Linked DNA regions of Mus musculus: all the other regions are linked to region 1. Evidence: chromatin contacts called from public HiChIP or PLAC-seq and promoter capture Hi-C data. All regions are on one chromosome and are shown on one strand. The core of a region is the stretch at or near the end of the contact, and the rest is flanking DNA. Distances in the headings are between cores, read along the strand shown. Region 1 holds the start of Garnl3 (GTPase activating RANGAP domain-like 3). Region 2 holds the start of Niban2 (niban apoptosis regulator 2). Region 3 overlaps Ralgps1 (Ral GEF with PH domain and SH3 binding motif 1). Region 4 overlaps Ralgps1 (Ral GEF with PH domain and SH3 binding motif 1).

Region 1 (5,781 bases), core at 961-3,460:
CTTTAATCCCAGCACTTAAGGGGCAGAGGCAGGCAGGTCTCTGTGAGTTCCAGGACAGCCTGATTTACATAGTGAATTTCAGGCCAACCAGGGCTATATGAGACTATATATCATCAATACTACCATCAAAATAATTTAATTATCCTGTTTATGTTCTTCTTGCATTTTCAAATTTCATTCAATAAATTATTTTTAGAAGAAAAAAAGAAAAAAAAAAGCTAATCCTAATTATCTCACAAGCCACTAGATAATGTCATGGTGTATCAGAGAACAAAAACACCTGGAGGCTTGTAAGTCATTTCAGTTCTTGAAGAATATGGTCATGAAGACAAAGGGGAAGGAAGTCTAATTTTTATGCCAGCACTGTCCACTATGGTACGCATTTCTCAGTCCTCCTAAGGCTCTTATCAGAATTGCTGGAGCAGATGTGTCAAGGACTGAGCCTGAGAAAGCTAATTAATGCTGGCTGAGGGGGTAGTGCTGGGATCAATGTGGTTACTTGCATTGAAGGCTAAGCACAACTCAACACTCAGGTGTCTTGGCGAGGTGTTCCACAGCCACAGGTGTCTGTGGCTCCCGGACTGCATGGGCTGCATTACAGAACCATTCCTTCATGTCCGGAAGTTCTGTAGCAGCACTGTCCTAAGCAGGCTGCCTCAGACCTGAGAGATTCTCTTTGCTCCAGTCTCTTGGTATACCTCTTCCTATTCTTCATGCTCAAGCCATAGAGATTGTTAGCTGCCTGGGTCTCCTATGGAAGGGAAATGTTCCACTCAGGTCACCACACAAATATTTAGAACCTTCTTGGCAGATGCCCAGGTGCTGATCACACAAAGCTAAGCCTAGAGTTCAAGAAAGACTTTCAAAAAGAATTGATGAGCAGTTCTACAGCCTGAGGGAGGAGTGCCCAAGCCCTTCAGGCTCTGTGATGGGCCAGGCTTGAGGCAGCTGTGGTGATGGGGAAGAGGCTAGGGCAGCGGCTAGAGCAGCCTTGATATCTGTCCTTACCACACAGCATCAGAACTGCTGGAGCAGTGTGTCAAGGACTGAGTCTGAGAAAGGCCAATTAAGGGCATCACACCTTCCTTTAAGGATCTTGGCTGGTTTGCTTTGTGCCTTAGCAAATGAACTCTCTTTTCCACCTCAGTGGAGGTTAGAGTCCTACATCTTTTTTCTCTTCCTCGTCCCTACCCATGCTATGGCAATTAAAAACTCAGGGGTGCAGGCAGCAGTAGGCTAGGAGGAAGGGGGTTGGCTTCAGGATACCCTCCCTAAGGCCATTATTACAGAATACTGATGAAAATCTGGCCCAGATGGTGGTGCTGGAGTCATTCTGAAAGGAATGAGTCCACCTGGAAGCAGGACCCATTTCAAGTTACAAGGAATTCCTTGGAGGTGGGAGTAAGCCGGGGATAGGCATGGGCAAGAGCCGCAAAGGGAAGGGCGTGTCCGGCAGCAGCCAAGCTTCACCTACGGCCAGGCTGGTTCCTCAGGAGGGCGCCAGTTAAGGAAGGTAAGTCCGGGAGGGGCACGGACAACCTGGGAAAGAGAAAGGACCTAGGAACTATGCAGGGTGCCCCCCACCCCAACCACAGATGGGCGGGGCCATAGGCAGCAGGTGGCCAGGCACTTGGGGTGCGAGGATGGATTATAGAAAGCAAGAGAAGCCTAAAGGGTGTCCTTTTGGGGGCTTAGGGGTTCCGACCTTGTCCTTGAGCATTTAGAAGCAGGCAGGTCGCGTTCTCCACAGCCCAAGACCTCCCTGAGCCGTAGTGTGCAGGGCCTGTCACAGGGCCGAGGCTTCGGACGTCCACATCATCTGCCGGCCGGACACAGGTCTCTAGCCCTCCCGCTGGGCACTCCCTCAGCGTGGCCCGGCCGCTCTACTGGGCTCTGCGCCGACTCCCTCCCACGCCGCGGCCTCGCCACACTCTGTCCCCTCACACCGCCAACCCCCACGTGGCCTACTCCCCTCTCCCACCCCTAGAGGCTGCACCCCTCCGGGGCAACGGTACCTGGGACTCTCAAAGCTGCACCCCCTGCGCCGCAGCGCCGCCCTCTTCTGCCGCAGGAGCGCAGCGGCAGCCCCGCCGGGTTCCTGCTCCATCGCCCCGGGCGGGGGCCGACGGCTCGGGCACACTCGGGTGGGCTCGGGCCTCGGCGGTGTTCGGCCGGACGCTCAGCTAGCGCGCCGCAGCCCACGCCCCGCCCCGCACCCCTCACCGGACCCAAGCCCCGCCTCTGTCCCGCCCCAAACTCCAGCCCAGCCTGGGACCTCAGGCCCCGCCCCGAACTCCAGCCTAACCACGCCCTCAGACTATTCGCGGGGTCCAAGCCCCGCCCCTACTCTAATCAGGTCCCTTGAACACGCCTGAGGCTTTAGGCCCCGCCCCTACTCTAACGGCCTAACCACGCCTCTGGCTTTAGGCCTCACCTCTGCCCCGCCCCCATTCTAGCAGGTACGCCTCTTCCGAACCTCTGGCTTTAAGCCCTGCCCCTAGCCTAGCGAAGTTTGCCTCATCTCTCCGGAGCTAGTCTCCGGAACCTCCCTGATCTCCTACCGAATCCACTCCCTTTGGTCCTTTTTGAGGCCTTGGCCCTCCCCCTGCCTCGCCCCTAATCTAGAAGATCCTCCCTCACCACTCAGCTGGGTTTAGGCCCCGCCCCCTCACCGCCCCAACCCAGTCTATTTGAATTAGGTTCAGGTCCCGCCCCTGTCCGCCTTTGCCCCGCCCCAATCACGCAGATCTCCTCTCAGCTCTGCTCAGGCTCCACCCGTGCCCCGCCCCAAGTACCAAGCCTTACCTATCAGTGGGCTCAGGCCCCACCCCAAACCCTTATCCAGTCAGTCCCTTTGCCCTTCAGCTTTGCCAAGGGCCCGCCCCATCTCTTAGCCAAACCCACCTCACTCCCTAGTCTGGGCACAGGCCACGCCCCGAGCTAACGATCTCCGTTTCTCCGGCCCTTCTCAGACCAGTGCAGGCCCCACCCTGCCTCTACACCAGCTCCAGCCACGCCCCTCCTGAACTGGCCTCACCAAGATCTTCTACCCGCGCTCCCTCCGTTCTTCTGTGTAGCGCACGCAGGCTCCCAATGCCCACTGGATCCTCAACTTCGTCGGGTCCACGGCCCATCACTCCCGCTCCTTACCATTCCCACAGATCTAGGCCCTTCCCACCTACCCCTCCAGCACAGAGCGCTCTATCGGCCCGCCGCTCCACAGCTCCGATTGCTGGATTCTCTGCTGACCCTCCTCACCTCAGCACCTCTTGGTCCTTTCTATCGTAGCACCGCCTTCTTTTGGGGGCCGCCTTTCTCCACATCCCGCCCACAGGCATGGCCCCCAACCCCGGAGCTCCGCCTCTTTTCTCTTGAAGCTGAGGTCTGTACTTAGAGCAATTTTGTTCTCTCGTCCCTTGGCTATTCCACCCCAAGAGCCCTCTAGCTTCCCCGCCTACAAGTCCCGCCTATCTAGCCCCGCCCATGTCGCCTCTTTCTCACTTCAGGAGTGCCTGGATGGTGCGGGTCTTCCTGCCTGAACTGGGGTCCACCATGAGGTTTGCGCTACCTCAGGATCTAACCAGTCAGCAAAAGGAGGTACTACTGTCTCCTGGTGGCTGTTTGTGGTCTGACACAGTGAGGCTGAGGGGAGCTTTGGTTGTCTACCAGTTGTGGGTTCAGGTTTTCATTCATAACCTTCCAATTTTGTGACAGCTCTAACCTCCACCCCTCATTTCCTCCCCGAGTCGGATGCATCATCTGAGTTCTGTAACATTGCACTGTAGTTGGGTGTGGAAATTCATCTGAGTTTAAGTAAGGATGGCTTTGCCATCTATTTCTAGTTCAGTTTCTGTTGCTGTGATCAAAAGCACCTTAGGGAAGAAAGCCTTTATTTGTCTTACAGGCTACAGCCCATCATCTGGGAAGTCAGAGCAGGAGCTCAATGTCCCAAGCAGAAACTGAGGTCTGTACTTGGAGCAATTCTGCGTCTCTTGTCCCTTGGCTATTCAGCCCCAAGAGCCCTTTAGCTTCCCCTGCCCTACACAAGCCCCGCCCACGTTGCCTCTTCCTCACTTCAGGGGTGCCTGGATGATGCGGGTCTTCCTGGCTGAAGCGGAGTCCACAACGAGGTACAACAGTTTGGAGCTGGAAGGGTGAGGAACTCAAGAACTGAATCAGCACTTAACAGATTTTCCTCTGGCTTGCTCACCTTCTTTTCTTATCTAGCCAAGTACCACCTGCCCGGGATACTACCACCTACAGTGGGCTTAGATCCTTCACAGCACCCCACCACCACTACCAAAAGCCCTCACAGACCTGTCTACAGGCTAATCTGATGGAGGAAGCTGCTCAATTGAGAGTTCCTCTTCCCAGGTAAAGTGTAGGTGTGTGCTAATTTGTGCAGCAGGGCTCTTTCACTGCGATCACAAGGTTCTGGTCTCATTCAAGCAGAGACAGGAGCAAGAATGGGTGTGTATGCCTGGGAGCTGCCACTGAGATCCCCAATCTACTCTAGTTCCTGCGCTCCTGCTCGCTGGCGCTTGCTCTCTCTCTGCCTCCCTCCCTCCCTTACTCCCTCCCTCGCTTTCTCCCTCTCTCCTTTACCTCTAATCAAACTGGAGTGGGTTTGCTTTATGCATCATGACTTCCTCCTGACAGATCTTTTCAGATTATCACCTTGACTGGAACTCTCCCTCAGTAATCTCGGGTTGCCTGCTTTTCCCCATGTGCATCCTGTCCTCTCTGTCTCCCTGACCCCCCTCCCCCCACTCCTACAGCCTCCTTAATGTTCTGCGACTTCTGATCTGAAAACTCTCAAGGCCCCCTGTCTTCTTAGGTATCCCCAGACCCTCTGCCTTCCTCTCCAAGAGATCCACAATATTGTCCCTGTTCTTTCCCTATATATTTACATCCTAGTTACTCTCAGCAGAGCCCTGGGCTCCTCCAGGCATGTAGCACAGCAGCTGCCTGTCAAATTGACTGCATGTGACACTAATAAATAGAACGATATTCATTGGAAAACACATTTAATTTCAAAGTAAACAAAGATGTCTGTACATTAAAGTATTTAATTAGTGAAACAATTATTATCAGTGTAACAAGCTGAAAAATACAGCAACTTGATACAAGACTGAGGTAACAAAATACTTCACCAAAAATCTAAAGACTCCCAAGGAGGGATGATGTTCAGTGGTTATTGCAGATGAGACAATTTACAAATGTTAGAGAAAAGTCCTCACACAACTGCATGCAGGGTCTGCTGGGAAAAAAAGACAGCTTAAGGGGGGGGGTGCAGCAGATTGAACAAGAAACAAAGTAAGATGTGAAAACTCATTTTCAGTTTACTTGGAAGAACATGTAAGAAATTGAAAACTACTCTTTATACAACATTTTGAATGCTAAGTGGGAAACCATGCATTTTGGCACAAAATTTATTAAAGAGTATGCCTCACTAATAAATGAATTACTATTATTTCATTACTGAATGGTCAAAGTCCTTCCAAAATGGCAGATGACCTATCACCTTGCTGCGGTGAGTGGCAATTTGGGGCTGTCCATGGGACACACACTTGTGCAGCAGCAGCAGCTTACAAGATGGACCAAAGTCCAAGTCCTCGGCTCCCAGGGACACGCAGCTCCCACTCATACTGTATATGAATTAACACTGAAGTTACAGAGTAAACGGGGTGGGGGGCTGTGCGTACGGCAAGCACTCAGACCCTACTCTCTCATCCTGCCTTTGGCGTCTTCCCTGGAACCATTCTTGAACACAGATCAGAA
Region 2 (5,781 bases), core at 1,547-4,046, 250 kb before region 1:
TTTATTTATTTATTTATTTATACAGTCAATGTTTCTGAGTGTATCCAATCTACAATTGTTAGGGACAGATTTCAAGACCAGAGGTGACATGCAGGTACAGCACCCTACAGTTTACAGAACCTTTTCATTTTTATTTTTGCTGGCTTTTCTTTTCTTTTCTCTTCTCTCTTTTCTTTTTTTTTTTGGTTTTTCGAGACAGGGTTTCTCTGTATAGCCCTGGCAGTCCTGGAACTCACTCTGCAGATCAGGCTGGCCTCGAACTCAGAGATCCACCTGCCTCTGCCTCTGCCTCTTGAGTGCTGAGATTAGAGGCATGCACCACCACCACCACCACCAGGTAGAATTTTCCCACTTTTGAGGTCATGGGAGCTCGGGGTAGTTGAATGGCAGACAACAGAGTTTTAAGCCAAGAGGAAAGGGTCCTTGTGCCAGGGACCTGACATGTGTTCTGGGAAGTTTATGTGCCCCAGGCTCTGGGCCTGGGTGTACCATGAAGGCTAGGGACAGGCTACCAGTCACTGTCCTCCACCTGGCCCAGGCCTCTAGCTTGGCTGAGGAGCCGGTCAGGTCGTGGTGGGGCCCAGCTGGCTCTTGCTGTCCTTTCCCCAGGCAGCACAGACCTTTCTAGGTTCTGTAGTTGAGGCTGAGGGAAAGGAGAAAAATGAGCTTATTAGCATCACTTGCTTCAGGCAGCCCAGAGAAGTGACATTCAGGGTCAACTGTGATGGCCCTGGGTCCCTACTGTGAGACTTGGACAAAAGTCGCTTTCCTTCTCTGGCCCACCTCTGCACAAGGAAACTGAAAATCTCTGCCAGCCTGCCTCCAATTCCTCCTGGTGACTCTGAACACATCCTGTTTTTCTCAGGCTTGCCCTTTGCCTGTGTGGGCCCCGCTCCCTGAGTGGCCTTTCCTTGCTACATGCTGTCACAATTCTCGTTTTTCAACTTTCAGCTCTGGTACTGTGCTTAAATCACTGTCCTCATAACACAATGTTCTGTTCCCTCCCTCAGACTTCAGGAGGGCAGGGACCAGAACAACATTTCTGTTTATTGAGAAAGTGACTGTCTATGGTAGGCACTCTCTCTCTTCCTAGCCTCCCCACAAAGTATCATTACTCTGACTTGACAGGTGAGGGGACTGAGCTCAACAAGGAATGCACTTGTCCAGGGTCATAGAGGATAGGTAGCTTGTGTGTGTGCATGTGTATGTGTGTGTGTGCACACAAACCTGTATATGTTTGTGTGCATGTTTTCTAGACAGGGTCTCTCTCTGTAGCCCTGGCTGTCCTAGAACTCCCTCTGTAGATCAGGCTGGCCTCGAACTCAAGAGCTCCACCTACCTCTGCCTCCTGAGTGCTGGGTTAAAGACGAGAGCACCACTAGTTGTCCAGTTTAGCCATTGAACTTTTGAAAGAGGGTCTTCCTATGTGTCTTAGACTGGCCTCAAACTTGCTTTGCAGCTTGTTTAGGCTGACCTCAACATCTTATCATTTATTTGTTTATATGTACATGTGTTTTCCTGCATGAATTTATTCACCCCAGGTGAGTATAGTAGCTTGTAGAGGCAGAAGTAGTAGTCAGATACCCGGGAAATGTAGTTATAGGCATTTGTGAACTGCCTGATGTGGGTGCCAGGAAAGGACCGGAGTGCTCTTGCAAGAGTAGTAAGAGCTCTTACCGCTAAGCTAAGCCGTCTCGCCAGCCCCACAGCCTCAGATCTGTCCTCCCTACTGCATGCACCCCTACACTTAAGCACAGCATCTTGCAGGAGGCTTAGCAAATGAGTGTTCACCACAGTGGCTGACTGCTGATGGAAAGCATGACAGAGAGTCTGCATCACCTGGTGTGGTGGTGACAGGCCTACAAGACAGGTGCCTAGTTATAGGTAACTGTTACAATCCTGCTGCCAGGTGTCAGGGTTACAGGGAGAGCAGCTAATAACTGGTGGAGCGCATTATAGTGGTGAGCCAAGAGGTGTGAGGGAGCAGCAACACAGCCAGCCCTGGTCACACAGGCAGTGCAGACCAAGTCATCAAATTAGTCTCCTCTACCGGCTTGGGAGGTCCAGAAACCGAAACACCTTCTGTTAGTTACCTACCCATGCCCAGCCCTACTGTACAAGTACCCAGAGTCCGAGGTCCCGGCTTTTCATTTCAGACAGTCTAACAAAGTGCAAAAATAGCCTTCCTGCTTTGCTCTGTTCAGCAAGCCTCCTTCGAATGAAACGCCCACGAGCCGGGCCTGAGGAATGACCTCTTGATGATATCTTTGAGCTCTAACCATGTCCCCCCGCACCCCCCGCCCCATCTCTTCCCCTCCCTTGTCCCTCAGTCTTCCACCCCATACTTGTCCATTTTCCCTCCCCGTCTACCCCTATCTATTGTGCAAGACGGGTTGGCACACCTTCTAGGACAGGTCCGATCAAGGCTAGGGGACTTCCCCAGTGCAAGCAGCTGTGGGCGAGACTGGGGGAAGGGGGCAGGAGGAATGCTGAATTCCCACACGTCCGTCCCGGCGTCCCCTTGTAGTCCCTACATTGTCCTCGGCTTGAGGAGGGGAGAGGAGACGCTTAGGCTACAGCCCCAAGGGCTCTCCGTTTTCTGCGATACCCCCATCAGCCTTTTCTTCGCTGCTATCTGAATTTGAAGCACACCAAGCAGGTCCGTCCCGGGTCTCCTTTCTGGGGATCTTCTCTTTGTCTAAGTCTCCTCGCTGTCTGGAGGTCCCCTCCCGCCTTGGACTGGAGAGGAGGGCGTGGCTCCGACAGGGGCGTGGCCTGGCCTGGCCTGGCGGGGCGGGGCGGGGCGGGCGCCGGGGCTTGGGCGCGGGCTAGAGAGGCAGCAGCGGCCGGAGGGAGGGACGCGGTGGGGATCTCGGTGGGAGCGCAGAGAGAGCAGCCGAGGCGGCAGCGGGGCTGCGGGGCGACGGCGGCAGCGGGGCCTGCGGACTCCATGGCGCCAGCGGCGTCAGTCTGAGTAGCGGCGGGCGGATCCGGCCGCGTCTTCTCCTCGCCATGGGAGACGTACTGTCCACACACCTGGATGACGCACGGCGCCAGCACATCGCAGGTGAGCACCGCTCAGCGCCCGGCCGGCCTGGGGCTCCCCGGGCACCCCGGGCCACGCCTCCGATCTCATGGGGAGCGGTACTCGAGAGTCAAGGCCCAGGTCGGGACGAGAGCCGGCCAGACCCTTACTCTTCCTCCGAACTTGTTCTCTCTCGGTCTGGACGGCCCTTCCAGGCCCTTCTGTATGCTCCTTTCACCCTTTGAGGAGCCTGGGATCCCATTTCTCTACTGGATCCCACTGCTCCCCTTGGAGCCCAGCCTGGCCAGAACCATGCACTTACAGGCGTGGCGGAGGGGTCGCGCCCCCCATCTTTCCCAACAACGTTCCAAGCCTAACCTCTACTCTGGACTCTGCCCCACAGAGTCAGACCTTCCAGACTCCCCCCTCAGCTGCCTTGTTCCTCCTCGCCCTGGCCTCAGTCCGGGTACACGTGGCTGAAGCTTACAGGGGGATGGGCCCTTAGAGAGCCGGGGACCGAATGTGGAGAGTGGGGCTAAGGAGAGATGGGGTGCCCTTGAAGGGGCGGGTCCCTGTCTTTGGGCTTTACCTCAGCAGAGTGCTGGCACTACAGCCTAGGGGGTCTGTTTATGGCCAGAGCTGGTTCTCTCAGAGCCAGAGTTCAGTCTCTCAGTACCTCTCAGTACCTTCCTTCTGCCAGCCTTGCTCTCAGCCTGTCACTGCGCGGTGGACACTTCTCTAGAGGGAGTTGCTCCCAAGTCTGTGGAGTGCAGGATCCTGGGCTCATTGTAGGGAGTGGGAGATGGGGTGAGAATCTCAGGCTATCCCAAAACAAAGCTTGGCTGACCACAGGCAAGTCAGGCCTGGCGGTCCTGAATGTAATTTCAGCTTCTCTCCCAAGTGTGTGATCCTGAGCCAGTCTCTTTTGTTTTGGTTTTCCCAGCCAGGGTCTCACCATGTAGTTGTGGCTGTAGACCTGGCTGGCTTCGAATTCGTAGAGAGCCACTTGCCTCTGCCTTCCAAGTGCTGGGATTAAAGGCCTGGGGCACCACTGCCCTGCTTGAGCCAGTCACAATGTCCAAGAGCTTCGGTGTTGCCTTCCTAAGGGGCGGGTGTTGACTTCTTGGGATGGCTGCTGAGAGCTTAGTGAGCTTTGCTTAGTACAGGAGGCCCTGAGACCTGGCGTGCCAACCAGCTGGGTTTATCAGAGCACAGGAAGAGGAGACAGTTCCTTTGGTTTCATTTGTCTCCCTGTTCATTGAGTGTGGTGTCCCTACATTATCTTGATGTCCTGTTGGGTGCTTGGCTATATTTCCCCTTGATAGCAGGGACCCTAGAATAAGGCAGGTGTCCCCACTTCCAGGGCTTCACTGTGGCCGGGCACAAAGAAGGTGCCAAAGAAGGACTATCCAGTCACTTGGCCAGGCCTGGAGTTGGGGACAGGATGGGTGATATAGACCATTTCTCACCTCTGAACAGCTAGGGGTTAAGTCCTGGAAGGCCTCCTTGTAGGACAAGGCCTGGGCTCAGGAAGGGCAGGGCGGAGTCTTCCTGTCCCTTCCCTGTTGGTGGCAACCTCCTGGGGTTCTGTAACAGTCTCTCCATTCAGAGCCTCCTCTCAGGCTCTCAGCAAGCATGGGTGGGGTGTGCCCTACTTCAGTGGTTTTTTTTTTTTTTTTTTCTTTTCCCCACACCCAGATCTCCCACCTTCCCAAGTCTTAGGCTGAGAACCCACCCCTGACCTCCTGGCCAACTCCCTGAGTGGAGCCGAAGCCAGGGGACCGAAGCCAGGGGACGGTGGAGTGGCCCCTTCCGGAGAGGGCTGAGTTTGTTTTGTGGATACAGGCTGGGGAGAATAGGGTTGTGCCCACTCAACCTGCTTACCTTTCCTCCAAACACTTGAAAGTGCTATTAATAATCCCTCTTCAGATGCCCTAGATCCCAGGGCAGGCTCGCCAGGGAGGCTCCTGAGTGTAAGGGTGGGTGCTACAAGAAGGTAGTCCAACAGAGAGAGAGAGAGAGAGAGAGAAAGAGAGAGAGAGAGAGAGAGAACGAACTAATTTCCTTAAGAATTTGTTGGAGGGAAATGGGGTTGTGACTTTGCCACCTCCAGCCACCCATTCAGTCCCCTCACCCCACCCAGCAGGTACATGATTAAGATTCCAGAGCCCTCCCTCCCTGTGGAAGTGTCAGCTGTGAGAACACCCCTCCCACAGGGCCCTAAGCTCCCAGGCCTGTTAGGGTGCTAAGGCTTGGCTGGCCACCTTCCACCCTCCCTTAGCAGGTGAGCAGGTGAATACCAGCCTGCAAGTCCTGGCAAAGGTCAGGCGTGCTCTTACCCAGGGTGCAGGTTTGCTGCCCCGGCATCTTTCATCCTGAGATTTCAAAGCCTCTGGCAAGCAAGGACTTGTTCCAACCCAGTGCTGGAGATGCTGGTAGCAGGGTGGTTTCTGCACATTTAGTACGGAAGGGGCCTGAGAGCAATTGAGCCTGTGTCACCTAGGGGCTGCTTGTTTTCTCTAGATCTCAGTTTCCCTAGATCTGAACAGAATGGGGTGTGGCACCTGGTGGCTGAGGTGCCTTCTAGCTCCAAGGGTCTAACAATTCCTTACAAACTTTGACCGGAGCAAGGTGTTAGCTGGCTCACCTTGGGCCAGCATCTCTTTTTTAGATTTATTAATTTTATATGTGTGAATGTTTTGCTCCCATATATGTCTCTGCATGGAATGTGTTCCTGGTTAGAAGAGGGTGGGCAT
Region 3 (5,781 bases), core at 905-3,404, 190 kb after region 1:
CTCTCATATACTTCCTCTGCAGTAGTAGTAGGCAGGCAGACAGGCCTGAGTCAAGTGTTGGCTGCATATTTTATCTATGTGGGGCTGAACTCAAGAGTCATCAAGGTCAACACCCTTGAAAGGCCTTGGGGTTTCACAAAGCCACTGCCACTGGTTTCCTTCCACCCTGGGGTGGTCCTACTACTACACGGCAGGCATCCCAAAAGGAAAAGTTCCAGTTTTCAGTCCACTAACAATAACAACAGCAGCAAAGAAGTGGGGCGGCTCCCAGGTCCTTCCAACCATGGTTTGACAATGAGAAATGTCCTCCATTTTGGGGGTAACGTCATAGACCCTAGCAGTTCAAGCCTAGGTGGCTCTAAATAATTCATAGCAGTTGACTCTGGCTCTTCACTCTCTGACAGTCAGCTTAGTACCAACTGGGTTCCAGGCCCAACCCAGAGGTGCAGATTCATCAAGTCCCAGAGTGGTAGTCCGGGAATCCCATGCTTTGACAGCTGTCCTGGTGACTCTGAGACTTAGACCTCCAAGATAAAATTTTAAAGGAAAATGAATGCACTTTAATGTCTGGGTACAAACTTAAGATGTCACCTGGCAAGGCTCCCTCCATGCTACAGTACAGTACCCCAGAGAAGGGTTCTGCCTGGCCCTTGTTGATGAGTCTTTGGAGTGGCAGACACCCTGCTGCCTGATTTGCCTCCCAGTCACACCTGGACAGCGAGGGCCACCTGACAGACTGAGTCATCATGTTTGATAGTCAGGTTGCAGAACAAATCTGCAGACATCTAAGGGTCTCCAAATCAAAGCTTTGAGAATATAATCAGAACTAGCCTCACACCTGAAATCCTAGCACTCAGGAGCCAAAAGCAGGGTGATCAGGGGTTCAAGGTCATCCTTGGCTACACAGAAAGTTCAAGGGTAGTCTGAGATATGTTAAGACCATAAGATATCTCAAAAAACTGAGGGGGAAAAAAGACAGAGATCTAGAGAGACTCAGTTGAGAATGAAGGCAACCATCATATGACTGAAGGCAGCAAAGCTCCCGGAGGCAGAGAACTGTTACCTAGAAACAGTGAGCTGTTCCACAGTAGAATTGAGACAGGAAAAGGCAGCATCACCATGAAAACAGCATGCATAGCTAAGCCCCAGCGTGTAAGGCCCAACTAACATAGCCACTGTTACTGTACAACCAGCCAGCAGTATGGATTCTCCTGGGCTGGAGGGCTAGGCACTCTGGCTCCATTGAAAGTGGCAGTCACTATAAAGATAAGTGTGAGCATTTGGAGGACACGTGAGTAGTGCGTGTGGCCGGTCCTGGGCTCCTGACAGGGGAGCTGGAATGGGACAGCGGCATGAACTCCATTGTTGGAGTCCTATGCACAGATTCACAAGGACTTAATCTGGGCTGCCGTGGTACCCTGTCCGATGAGCATGCTGGAGTGATATGTGTTCTAGCCCAGCAGGCAGCTAAGCTAACCTCTGACCCCACCGACATCCCTGCGGTATGTTTAGAATCAGATAATGAGAACATTATGATCCAGAAACATGATGGCATCACAGTGACTGTGCACAAAATGGCCTCTTGACATCTGATGCCAGCTCTCCAGTGGCCTCTCACCGGGATTCAGTCATGCCTGTCTCAGCTCATTTGTAAAACTATTAAAGTTCCAGAAATAGGCCATTCAGTTAATGTCCAATGTGGACTCCCTTATTTGTATGACAGACAGTTACCAAGACATCAGTTAGAGAGGAGCATTGTTTGGGCTTTTGTCACTCTGCTCTTTGGTGACAGTCACTGTAGTCCAGGATCACAGCCCATCATGGCCTATAACTATGTAGCCCAGGCTGACTTCAAATGTATGGTCTTCCTGCTTTAAACACATACATCCTGGAATTATAGCATTTGTCACTAAGGTTTAGGTCACTTTGTATATAGAACTTCATTATGGTCAATAAACCTGTTCTGAGGAAAAAAAAGATTAAGTGTGCTCTCAGCACACTGCTGGAGAGGGGACAGGGCTCTCCTGGCTGTCTCCCCACCTGCAGCTCACCCACGGCCAGGCATATCAGCAGTGTCTGCTCATCCTGACCCCTTGGCCACAGCTGACTGCGCACTGGCCACATGACAGCACTGGGCTAGAGAAAGAACTATGTTGTCAGTGTGGGAAGCTGTAAATGTGGATCCCTTGGGGAGGTCACATGAGGCCACCACACATGCAGACAGGAGAGGGAGGAAGACAGGAAGTAGAAGTAATGGAAGGGACACTCACACCCAGTAGCTTTCCCTGTGTGTAGACACTGTGGGAAGGTTCTTGTCTCAGTTTGGCTTTCTGAAAAGGGTTTGTGTTACTTGCTAGCAAAGAAAAGGAACTCTGGGTAAAATAACTAAAGCCTCTTCACCAACTAGAGGATGTCATTCATCCCCCTCACTTCTAAAGACCCCGAATGACTCTTCCCCTCATCGCTTCTAAAACTGCACATATGCTCTTAATATAAACATGTGAGGTTTGCTGTGGCAACTAGTTTCAAAAACAGAAGCAAGGCAGCCACCAGGGTGTAACATCGGCACAGAGAAAGCTCAGAAAGCTCCAGACCTAACAGCCCTCCTGAGCCTGGGACAAGGAGGCAGGCTGCACAGCACAGACTGAGGCAGCAGCCGCTCTGCCCTGCCAGACTGGGCCAGATGGGACTTTCTCACCTGAACCCAAATCCCGACTCAAAACGGGCACAGGTATCTGTGAGACTTCATCAGATTACCCTCCCCAGTCTGAGCCCCAGTGGGATTACATCATGGTACAGACCTCTGGCTGGATGGCTTTGAACACGGGGATGTCCATCAATGTGATCTGACTCTACAAGAGAATAGGAATACAGGGTTAGAGGCTTGTAAACTAATACTTGAAAAACAGAAGTTTTAGTTATTCGTGGGGTACCATACAATGGCTGAACAATCGTGTACAGTGGGTGGCATTTAAATCAGCTTAGATATATGTCTTCTTGGATACATCATCATTTCTTCATGATAAAACACACAAAGTCCTCCCAATCTCTCTGCAGTAAGAGCTTACCCTCTGCATAACACAGGCTGGGGCTTCTTTCTCCACAGATCAGTCCCTCTCTACCCCATCTCTCTTCCCAGACTCCCTCACTCCAGGAAGCCACCTTTCCATATATGCAACATACAAGAGAGAGCATGTGGCACATGTCTTTCTAAGCCTGCTTGCTTCACCTAACAGAATACTCTCTGGTTCCACCTGTGTTGTCTCAACTGACAAGATTTCATTCTTTTTTTTTATGGTTTAATAATAACCCACTGTGTGTGTGTGTGTGTGTGTGTGTGTGTGTGTGTGTGTGTGTGTGTGTGTGCCCTATTTTATACACGAATGGTGTATCCACTCCATTTGTTTCCATATCTTGATATTGCAGACAGGGCTTCAACAAGCAGAAGTATAGACTTTTCTGACTTTAGAGATATAGCCAATGCTGGGCTGCTGTAACAAAGAGCAGTTTTCTGGTTTTCTGAGAAACGACTTCATTGTTGTCTGTAACAGCCCCACTAAGGAGCATGCCCGGTTACAGCACACACAGAGATTTCTCTGCCTCCTCAGCAGTGGCTGCTGTCTCAACTTGGTGGCAGCAGACATTTTCCTGGAGTTAATGAGCTCTCATGGATATGAGCTGCCTTTTTCTGATGACTTCTGGGCATCCTTCCACATTCCATGGCCTCCTCCATGCCTTCTCTGGGCAAGCCCACCAGGTCTACTGCTCAGTCATGAATCCTGTCATCTCTCTGTTTATTTTGGTTTCATTTGCGTTTTTTGCTAGTGAGCTTTCTGAAGATCCTTATGCAGTCTGGATACTAACCTCTTGTAGAATGTATAGTTTGCAAGTGTTTTCTCTCATCCTGGGGGCAGTCCTTTACCCTGCTGACTGCTTCCTTTGCTGGGAGAGTCTCTGTGTCTGATGTAACCCTGTTAGTCTGTCACTGCTTTTATGTCTTGCCCTCTTCAAGCCCCTAGAGCAGAAGTTTTCAACCCCTCCCAATGCTGTGACTCTTCAATGCAGTCCTCATGCTGTGTTACCTCAACCATAAAATTATTTTCGTTGCTATTTCATAACTGTAACTTTGCTACTGAAATAAATTGTAATGTAAGTATCTGATATGCAGGATAACCCTTTTCGAGTTGCGACCCACAGGTTGAAAACCACCGCCCTAAAGCATAGCCTGTCATGCCCGCACCTGAGTGGATTCTCCTATTACTTTCAGTTTCAGGTCATCTTAATACATTCAGAGTTACTTTTTTTTTTTTTTTGGTTTTTTTGAGACAGGGTTTCTCTGTATAACCCTGGCTGTCCTGGAACTCACTCTATAGACTAGGCTGGCCTCGAACTCAGAAATCCACCTGCCTCTGCCTCCCAAGTGCTGGGATTAAAGGCGTCCACCACCCAGCTGATAAGAGACAGGATAAACTTCTCTGCTGGCCGTCCTACCGCCCTCCTATAGCTCTGCCCACGCCCTCCCTTTGAGTATGCGATGGACTTGCAGCTGCAGAACTGGTCACAGGCATTTGGAAGGTGAGGCAGGGAGTAAGAGGAACATTTTAGTTTGGAAATATTTATGATACTTGGTTTTCTGCTTCAACTATGAATTATTTTTCTAATTTTAAAACTTGTATGCCGGGCGTGGTGACGTACGCCTTTAATCCCAGCACTCGGGAGGCAGAGGCAGGTGGATTTCTGAGTTCGAGGCCAGCCTGGTCTACAAAGTGAGTTCCAGGACAGCCAGGACTATACAGAGAAACCCTGTCTCAAAAAAAAAAAAAACCAAAAAAAAAAAAAAAACTTGTAGATACAGTATTTTAAATTTTCCATGATAAAGACACTACTATTCACATTTAAATAAAGTTTGACTTCTCTTCTGAAGTCTCTACCTCCCCAAAATTACATGGTAGAGAACTATTCGCTTGAGATGTGTCCACAAACCCATCTAAGACCCTGAGGTGGCTCTCAGAAGCTAAGAGGCAGCTCTGTGAACTTGCAGGAGTGTGGCATGGCCACCCCATTCCACTGCCCTCTTGCACAAACTGAAAAGCAAAGGGTGTGGCACTCCCACAGCAGCACACAGGCTCTGATGCCACTGATGGGACCAAAAAGCAGATGCTCATTTGACCAGGGCCAAGGTCATTTCGTAACTTACCCATCTCGGTGTATCACACGGGAACCAGGTGTCAGTCACCACATGCCTCTGAGACAGGGAGGAGGGCCATGGGCCTTTCTGACATTTGGTTGACTGAACCTACCCTGTGGGACACATTCAGACCTTGCAATACACATGGTAGGAATTCAAAATAAGAGATGCAGAATGTCTGGTATAACAATAATAAATTGTGTATGCATGCACACAGTGAGGGGGTGATGATAAATGTAGCTAATGCAGACAGAGACAGGTCCATGTACCAGCACATGCACGTACAGCCCAAACACCTGGACATAAGTAAGGCCCACTGTTTTGGCTGAACATGCCAACCTTGCTCTAGAGAGAAAGAAACAGGCTGTTACACTGAGCCACCCAAAAGCCTTATACCAAGAAAACACTGGAGAAAAATGGCAACATGTGTTCCCTGTGACCAGAGCCAGGGCCTAGGCACAGAACTATAGCCAGCTCCTGGCACAATTTAAAGGTGGTCTGACCTTAGTGGGTTGCTGAAAAGCACAGAACAACTGACCACAGCATAGCATCCTCAGAATCCAATAGGAGGGACATGAACAGGACAGTAAGCA
Region 4 (5,781 bases), core at 855-3,354, 170 kb after region 1:
CACAGCAACCAGCAGGCCAGCTCCCCCAGCCAACGAGCCCACAGGAAGCCTGCAGGGTGACATGTCCAATTCCACTCTGCCACTGGAGACAAGATGGGACACAACACTTTAAATGTTCTCTTTTAAAAAAAGCAACATTTAGTTCTCTCGATTAGAGACTCGGTAGGTGTTCACTATGAAAATGGTGAACAACACAGAGCGCCTCTCAAATAACACTGAAGTCCCCACCCGATCACACGCCTCACACTTTGTCCCACTGCCCTCATAAGAAGCCCATAAGACAGGCTCCATTACTGCCCCCACTTCACAGAAATTACCTACACCCCCATTTGTAGTTAATGTGCGAGTCAAAATTAAGCCAGGTCTCCTGATTGCTGAAGCCAGAGCCCACAGTCACAGGGACTTCCACCTCAGGTATGCGTGCACAGGACACCTGCCGTCGCTCCAACTCACACCGCTTCCCACAGGCTTCTGTCCTTAAAGCATTACAAGGACTTTCTCACATCGCCACTCTTTTTCAGAATCCCGATACCAGTTCCAAGCATTTTCTTGTAGGGAACCAGGCCATATCTATTCTGCTCCTTCTAAGGTCCCAGTGGAAAACCATGACTCAATCCTACTGAAGTTTTCCCTGGGGAACCAACAAATTTGCTAGACAGAGAGCATGGTGAGGGGAAGACCTCATGTTGCACAGGTGATGGTTCTCCCACACCATATAGATAGGGTTCCCTCTCCAGTCCTCCCACAGACCATGAGACCAGTATAAATTAGGGCAAATTTTGATTAAAGAGGTTAGATGCACAGGTGAAAGTCAATGGCTCTCCCACATCTTCCTTCTAGGGTGCTGGTTCTCAACATGTGTGTCTCAACCTCTTTGGTAAACTTCTATCTGCCAAAATATTTACATTACAATTCATTACAATAGCAAAATTACAGTTATGAAGTAGCAATGAAATAATTCCAGGGTGGGGGTCACCACAGCATGAGGCACTGTATTAAAGGTCTGCAGCACTGGGAAGGTTGAGAACAACTGGGAGTGCCAACAATCACCATGCCCACCTACTGAAAATCTTCTGAAAATCAAACCCATCTGGTCTTATGAGGACGCCGGCTGCCCGGGTCAGAGACTGATGCTGCAGAATAACTTATGACTGACATTGTTTAAGTGTATATGGGGGTTTTGCCCGCATGCATGCCTGGTGCCCAGGGAGACCAGAAGACACTGAATTCCTTGGAAATGGGAGTTACAGACAGCCGTGAGTTGCCATGAGATTACCTGAATCAAACCCAGCTCCTTCCTCTGGAAGAACAGCCAGTGCTCCTACCCCTGGGCCTTCTCTCAGCGCCTTTTACCTTTCCTCTGGGCATGAGGAAGAAATGCTAGTTTATCTCCTAGTTGACTGCTCTGAGTTTTTGCAATATCTAATTTGTGTCTCACTGTTTCCAGTGGAATTTCAGCCTGGTCAGCATGCATCTCTACACAAAAGCAGTGTGTCCTTGGTTGTCACATACTGTGGGAAACACTTAACATCGGGGAGAATACAAAGCATTCTCTGGCATCATGTGCTTCTGAGGAAGATGCGGGTTCTTCATGTGGCCTTCTGTGTTGGGCCAAATGAGACTTTGCTAGTTGATTAGTGTGCTGAAACCACATAAGGGGGGAATTAACCCAGTGGTTCCAAGTCATGTGACTTCCTAAGTGCACTCTCTAACCCTTTTATAGAACATATAATTCATGCTAACAGGCTTACTCAGTATGGAAAGTGACAGGCAGACTCTCCAAGCCCAACAATCCTGTCTCAGAAACTTAATCCTTTGAAACCTGAAGGGACAAAGAGGACGCCAATCCTGATGGCCTGAGATTCATGCCTCAAATTCACATGGTAGAAGAAAACCAACGCCTACATTCGTCCTCTCACTTCAATACGTGCTGTGGCCTGTGCCCCTCACCCACCATAGATACATGTTAAAAAGATGAAGAACACTTAGAAGCTCAGTGAACTCTATGTTGGGCTAACAACCATCACTTCCTAACAGAGAAACAACATGAAGCAACAGGCACCTCTGCACAGAGGCCAGCGCTCACCCTGCCCCCACCCAAAGCCACCACAGCAGCTTCCTTCCCTAGTGGTTGTGCAGGAGCACAGAGGCTGTGCTGCAGTTAGCTCTGGACCCTCGGGCACTATGCCATGCAGAGGTGACCCAGATGAGACCATTTGGGAAGGCAGCAGCAGGAAACCATGAATGGAAGAAGGAGGCTGGGGATAGCTGATCAGGGCACACTCAGGGTTCAGACGCAAAACAGAACAGCAAGGGGAACAAGAAAAGGAAAAATAGAGGCAGGATGAGGAAGAAGTAGACTTTACTATTTATTGTACTTTGTAGGTAAGAAAGCTAAGATTCACAGAGAACAATTTAATATATGCAAATTAATCAAGGGAAGTAGCATTTACTGGAGAAAATCTATTTGGAAGAATGATGAATGTGGGACAATTACCTGACAGAGGACAGGGCATAAGGAGACTTCACTTAGAAGGAAACGTGCCTGCACAATACAACACAACCAGAGGTGGCACAAGGACTCAGGCTGGTTGGTCTCTAGGGCCATCCCCAAGCCCTGCAGCAATCAGACGTGGCTGGCAGGATGCAGCACAGGACTAGTCAGCATTGCTTAAGAGAAGTTTCACTGAGCACCTCACGCTAAAGGAATCCTCTCCCAGCCCAGGAACGTGCTTTCGGATCACAGATGCAGTCCCGGACAGAAGACCTCTGGAAGTAACGCCAGGCTGTTGATGAGTTCCAGCAATGGCTGCACAGCACAACACCCATCCGGGCCTGAGGCTGTTTTGATGAGTGCATTGTTTGACACTGACCATGGAAGGCCCCGTCTTATAGACCAGCAGGAATGGCTCTTTCAGAAAAGCCATTTCCTCCCTGAAAGCGAGAGGGAGAACCAGCCCTTCAGATGTGTGTGCTCTACACAGGAACACTCACTCAGAAGTGTACGGAAGTCTTTCAGACACTGGAGCCATCTGCCTGTCCTGGTGTGAAGCCACTGTTTACATGGCAGGGAATGAGACAGCAGCTTCATTTCCAAGCTCAGGCCCAGCCCATTGTTCCCATTCTTGGTCACCTCTGGTCAATAGCAGGCAGCCTACACACCTCGAAGGCTGTTTGCCTTCAATGAGGAAAACAGACATCAATTCTGAACACACTACTCTGGACACATTTCAGTGCGGTGAGAGGTTACAATGGGGTTGGGGAAGGCCTAAGGGAGAGCACGAGCCTGGGAGGAGGTACAGCAGGAAAAACACAAGAGCAGGAGAGCATCCTCATGTGCCTGCCTATGCATCTTAGAGATCTGGGGTTGAGCTATAACCTGTCAGGAAACTATAGAAAGTTGAAACACACATGCATGGAGACTTTAAAGCTACAAGGGAAGGGACCTTAGGGAAGAAAGAACAAATGTAGGTGCAGAAATATACTCTGGAAATAAATGTCAAAGCCCAAGGGGGTCACGGAGGGTAAGGGCAGCTGAGCCAGGAAGGCACACTGAGATACAGGTTGAAGAAGGGGGCAGGCAAAGAACAAAAAAGAGAGAGCTGACCCAGAGACCCTCACAGGCCCCACAGACACCTTGTGGTCATGGTGACGTGACAGCCATGGCCTGGGTGGGCCCCAAGTGTTGTGGGTCCAAAAGTTGGGGAAAAGATATAGAAACAGCTGTGCTCTGAGCAGGGGATGAACTCAGGGCAAAATGGCTCAAACTCTGATGCACAAGTGAAGAACCAGGTTATAACCTCTCTTCAAAGAGTGTTATGCAGGAGACAAACTCAAGCAAAAGACCATAACCCATCCTATGAGTAGGAGCCAGGAAATCACACTTTCCACCAAGGAAAGCGGACCTGAGTCCATGGCACCTATGCTCAGGAGCAAAAAAAAAAAAAAAAAAAAATTTCTAGCCATAAACTGAAGCTTTGCTTGAAACTGCACTTGCAGACAGGCCAGGGCTTTGGAGCTCTGCGTGCCCTCAAGTTGGGCCCTGCCAGCAGCTGTCTAGTCAGAAGGCAAACAGCACAGACTATCTTTAATGACAAGCAAACACTAATGAATTTCAGAGCATGTCTGGTGCTTGCTTTTATAGATCATAAAATGATCTGGCTGCTTCCTGTCCATGCTGACAGGAGAGTGAGGCAAAGCCACCTAATTACAGGCATCATGCACTGCCAGGACCATTCTACAGAGGAGGCTGTGGGGTGGGGAGAGAGAGCACCTCACCCTTCCACACAAACCCATTTGTGTGATCTGACATTTGGTCTAAAAACTGGCATTTATAGCCTATTAGTAAGTATTTGTTCTTTAAGCATCTTGTGGTAAAATGGGGGAGTAAACTTTGTTGTCCCAAATTGAATCCAAATACAAATTTATTCAAAACTTACCAAAATGACTTTTTATGTGTGAACCAGATCTAAACAAAGGACTGAAACACAGTTCCTCTGTTAGACACAAACATTGTCTCCACACCTATGGAATTCCGAAGTCCACAAGAAGACTGTTCCTTATCTGTGCTCCTGGGAACTGTCCTGAGCCTCCAAGCCATCCCCTCCCTATCCTCATAGAACTGTCATGGCCACCCAGTAGGAAGGGTCTCCTTCCACTTCCAAGGAATCCAAGGGATACTTAGCAGAATCCAGAGGGGTCCAGTGGTAGGCAGCCTGGGACCCTACAGAGGCTGCTCTCACCACCTAGAACTAGCACTCACAGGCACTTGGGAAAGCTCACTTCTGGACAGCCAAGTGTCCCCAGGCTAACTAAGCCTCATGAAACCAAAGGTTTCGTTAGTAACTGGGATGACTGGGAGGCTACCAATCTGCAGGGGTCTCACTCAGCAGTGAGACCTCCCGCAGATTCTCATGGTCCCAGCCCCTGTGCAGAACTCTCCTTGGAAGGAAAGTGAAAGGCACTGTCTGCAACAGACAAGGTCTCAGAGCCCAATGTCTCCAAAATGTAGATGGCCTATGAGGCTCAGGGCATCTTCTCTGGAGGACTCAGGCTCCCAGTGCTAGCTCTTCTCTGAATTCTGGATCCCATCACAGGGTGGGAAGCAGCAGCCATTCTAAATGACACATGCCATACCACACTGGGAGATCACTAGTTCTGGTGGAAGAGTGTGAAATCTAGATGGAGGGAAGAGAAGGAACTGGCCATCAGGACATCACCCAGCCTAGAGACATGGCTTCCAGCACTAAGGACTGCAGATTCTCAGGATACTCCTGGTGCACAGCTTGGATTCCCTGCAGTTAAACATCAACAAAGTCAGGGCTGTGGGCTAATTAATCGCCCATGGATGTGAAGAGGGAGAAAGGATTTTAGGCAGGCTCCCATCCCCAAAGCACAATAAGGCAATGTCTCCAGGCTGTGAAGTGGTGGTGGCAGGTTTAAAGAAGAAAAGTGCCCCCCTGAACCCTGAAGCACAGGGACTGGAGGATCTATACAAACTGTCCATGACCTCACAGCAGCAAGGCCGTAAGACCCAGGTTCCAAGCTAGGGAAGTCTGATGAGGAGCTGTGCTCCCAATATGCCAGTTGGCAGGTCAGAAGAAGACATGTGATCATTATAGTAAAAATATTAAAATTGGACCCCACCATCAAAGGAATTATAGACACCCATAACCATCTAGAAGGGTAGTCTTGTTTCCTGAGCTCTCTCAGGGATCAGAGGACACAACCAGGGCAACGGGCATGGGGGAATCTGAGCTGTTAGTACAGAGAGGAAAATCA

Evidence for each region. Promoter capture Hi-C pulls out the DNA fragments that hold promoters and counts their contacts. HiChIP or PLAC-seq counts read pairs in DNA pulled down with a chosen protein or histone mark.
Region 2: a promoter capture Hi-C map of hippocampal neurons shows a contact between it and region 1, with 2.3 times the contacts expected there. The contact joins the promoter of Niban2 here to the promoter of Garnl3 in region 1. A contact is called at or near these places in 4 of 39 promoter capture datasets (the SN4741 cell line, hippocampal neurons, liver and 1 more), 9 of 484 Hi-C or Micro-C datasets (the C2C12 cell line, CD4 T cells, the N1E-115 cell line and 6 more), 2 of 115 datasets of contacts at active chromatin or transcription factors (both in embryonic stem cells) and 1 of 9 other capture datasets (liver).
Region 3: an H3K4me3 HiChIP or PLAC-seq map of bone marrow-derived macrophages shows a contact between it and region 1, with 4 times the contacts expected there. The contact joins the enhancer-like site here to the promoter of Garnl3 in region 1. A contact is called at or near these places in 9 of 39 promoter capture datasets (the C10 cell line, the HPC-7 cell line, cranial neural crest and 5 more), 4 of 484 Hi-C or Micro-C datasets (bone marrow-derived macrophages, cerebral cortex, embryonic stem cells and 1 more), 13 of 115 datasets of contacts at active chromatin or transcription factors (the 230-238 cell line, T-cell acute lymphoblastic leukemia, bone marrow-derived macrophages and 6 more) and 4 of 9 other capture datasets (adipose tissue, embryonic stem cells, liver and 1 more).
Region 4: an H3K4me3 HiChIP or PLAC-seq map of bone marrow-derived macrophages shows a contact between it and region 1, with 3 times the contacts expected there. The contact joins the enhancer-like site here to the promoter of Garnl3 in region 1. A contact is called at or near these places in 7 of 39 promoter capture datasets (the C10 cell line, the HPC-7 cell line, cranial neural crest and 4 more), 4 of 484 Hi-C or Micro-C datasets (bone marrow-derived macrophages, cerebral cortex, cumulus cells and 1 more), 8 of 115 datasets of contacts at active chromatin or transcription factors (bone marrow-derived macrophages, embryonic hindbrain, embryonic stem cells and 1 more) and 2 of 9 other capture datasets (adipose tissue and liver).

What each region holds. Positions count from the first base shown.
Region 1 is chr2:33,128,409-33,134,189 of GRCm38.p6, forward strand. It overlaps Garnl3 (GTPase activating RANGAP domain-like 3), which reads right to left and starts at 2,211. Exons shown (of 30, transcript NM_001355200.1): 1 at 2,016-2,211. The coding sequence starts at 2,107. Ralgps1 (Ral GEF with PH domain and SH3 binding motif 1) reads right to left here. Exons shown (of 20, transcript NM_175211.5): 20 at 5,011-5,781.
Region 2 is chr2:32,873,338-32,879,118 of GRCm38.p6, forward strand. It overlaps Niban2 (niban apoptosis regulator 2), which reads left to right and starts at 2,797. Exons shown (of 14, transcript NM_146119.2): 1 at 2,797-3,067. The coding sequence starts at 3,013. It overlaps Gm13523 (a long non-coding RNA gene), which reads right to left. Exons shown (of 3, transcript XR_003954026.1): 2 at 4,910-5,011; 3 at 98-643.
Region 3 is chr2:33,321,852-33,327,632 of GRCm38.p6, forward strand. Ralgps1 (Ral GEF with PH domain and SH3 binding motif 1) reads right to left here. Exons shown (of 20, transcript NM_175211.5): 4 at 2,802-2,852. Among named protein-coding and RNA genes, the nearest start is that of Ralgps1, 47 kb to the right of the region's middle. Within about 2 kb of position 2,155, at least 44 of the 459 cell types and tissues checked have an H3K27ac peak or open chromatin away from gene starts, as enhancers often do. A contact at or near this core is called in the 230-238 cell line, adipose tissue and bone marrow-derived macrophages, where this site is marked.
Region 4 is chr2:33,300,912-33,306,692 of GRCm38.p6, forward strand. The region is part of intron 4 of Ralgps1 (Ral GEF with PH domain and SH3 binding motif 1); the gene reads right to left. Among named protein-coding and RNA genes, the nearest start is that of Ralgps1, 68 kb to the right of the region's middle. Within about 2 kb of position 2,105, at least 74 of the 459 cell types and tissues checked have an H3K27ac peak or open chromatin away from gene starts, as enhancers often do. A contact at or near this core is called in the HPC-7 cell line, bone marrow-derived macrophages and neutrophils, where this site is marked.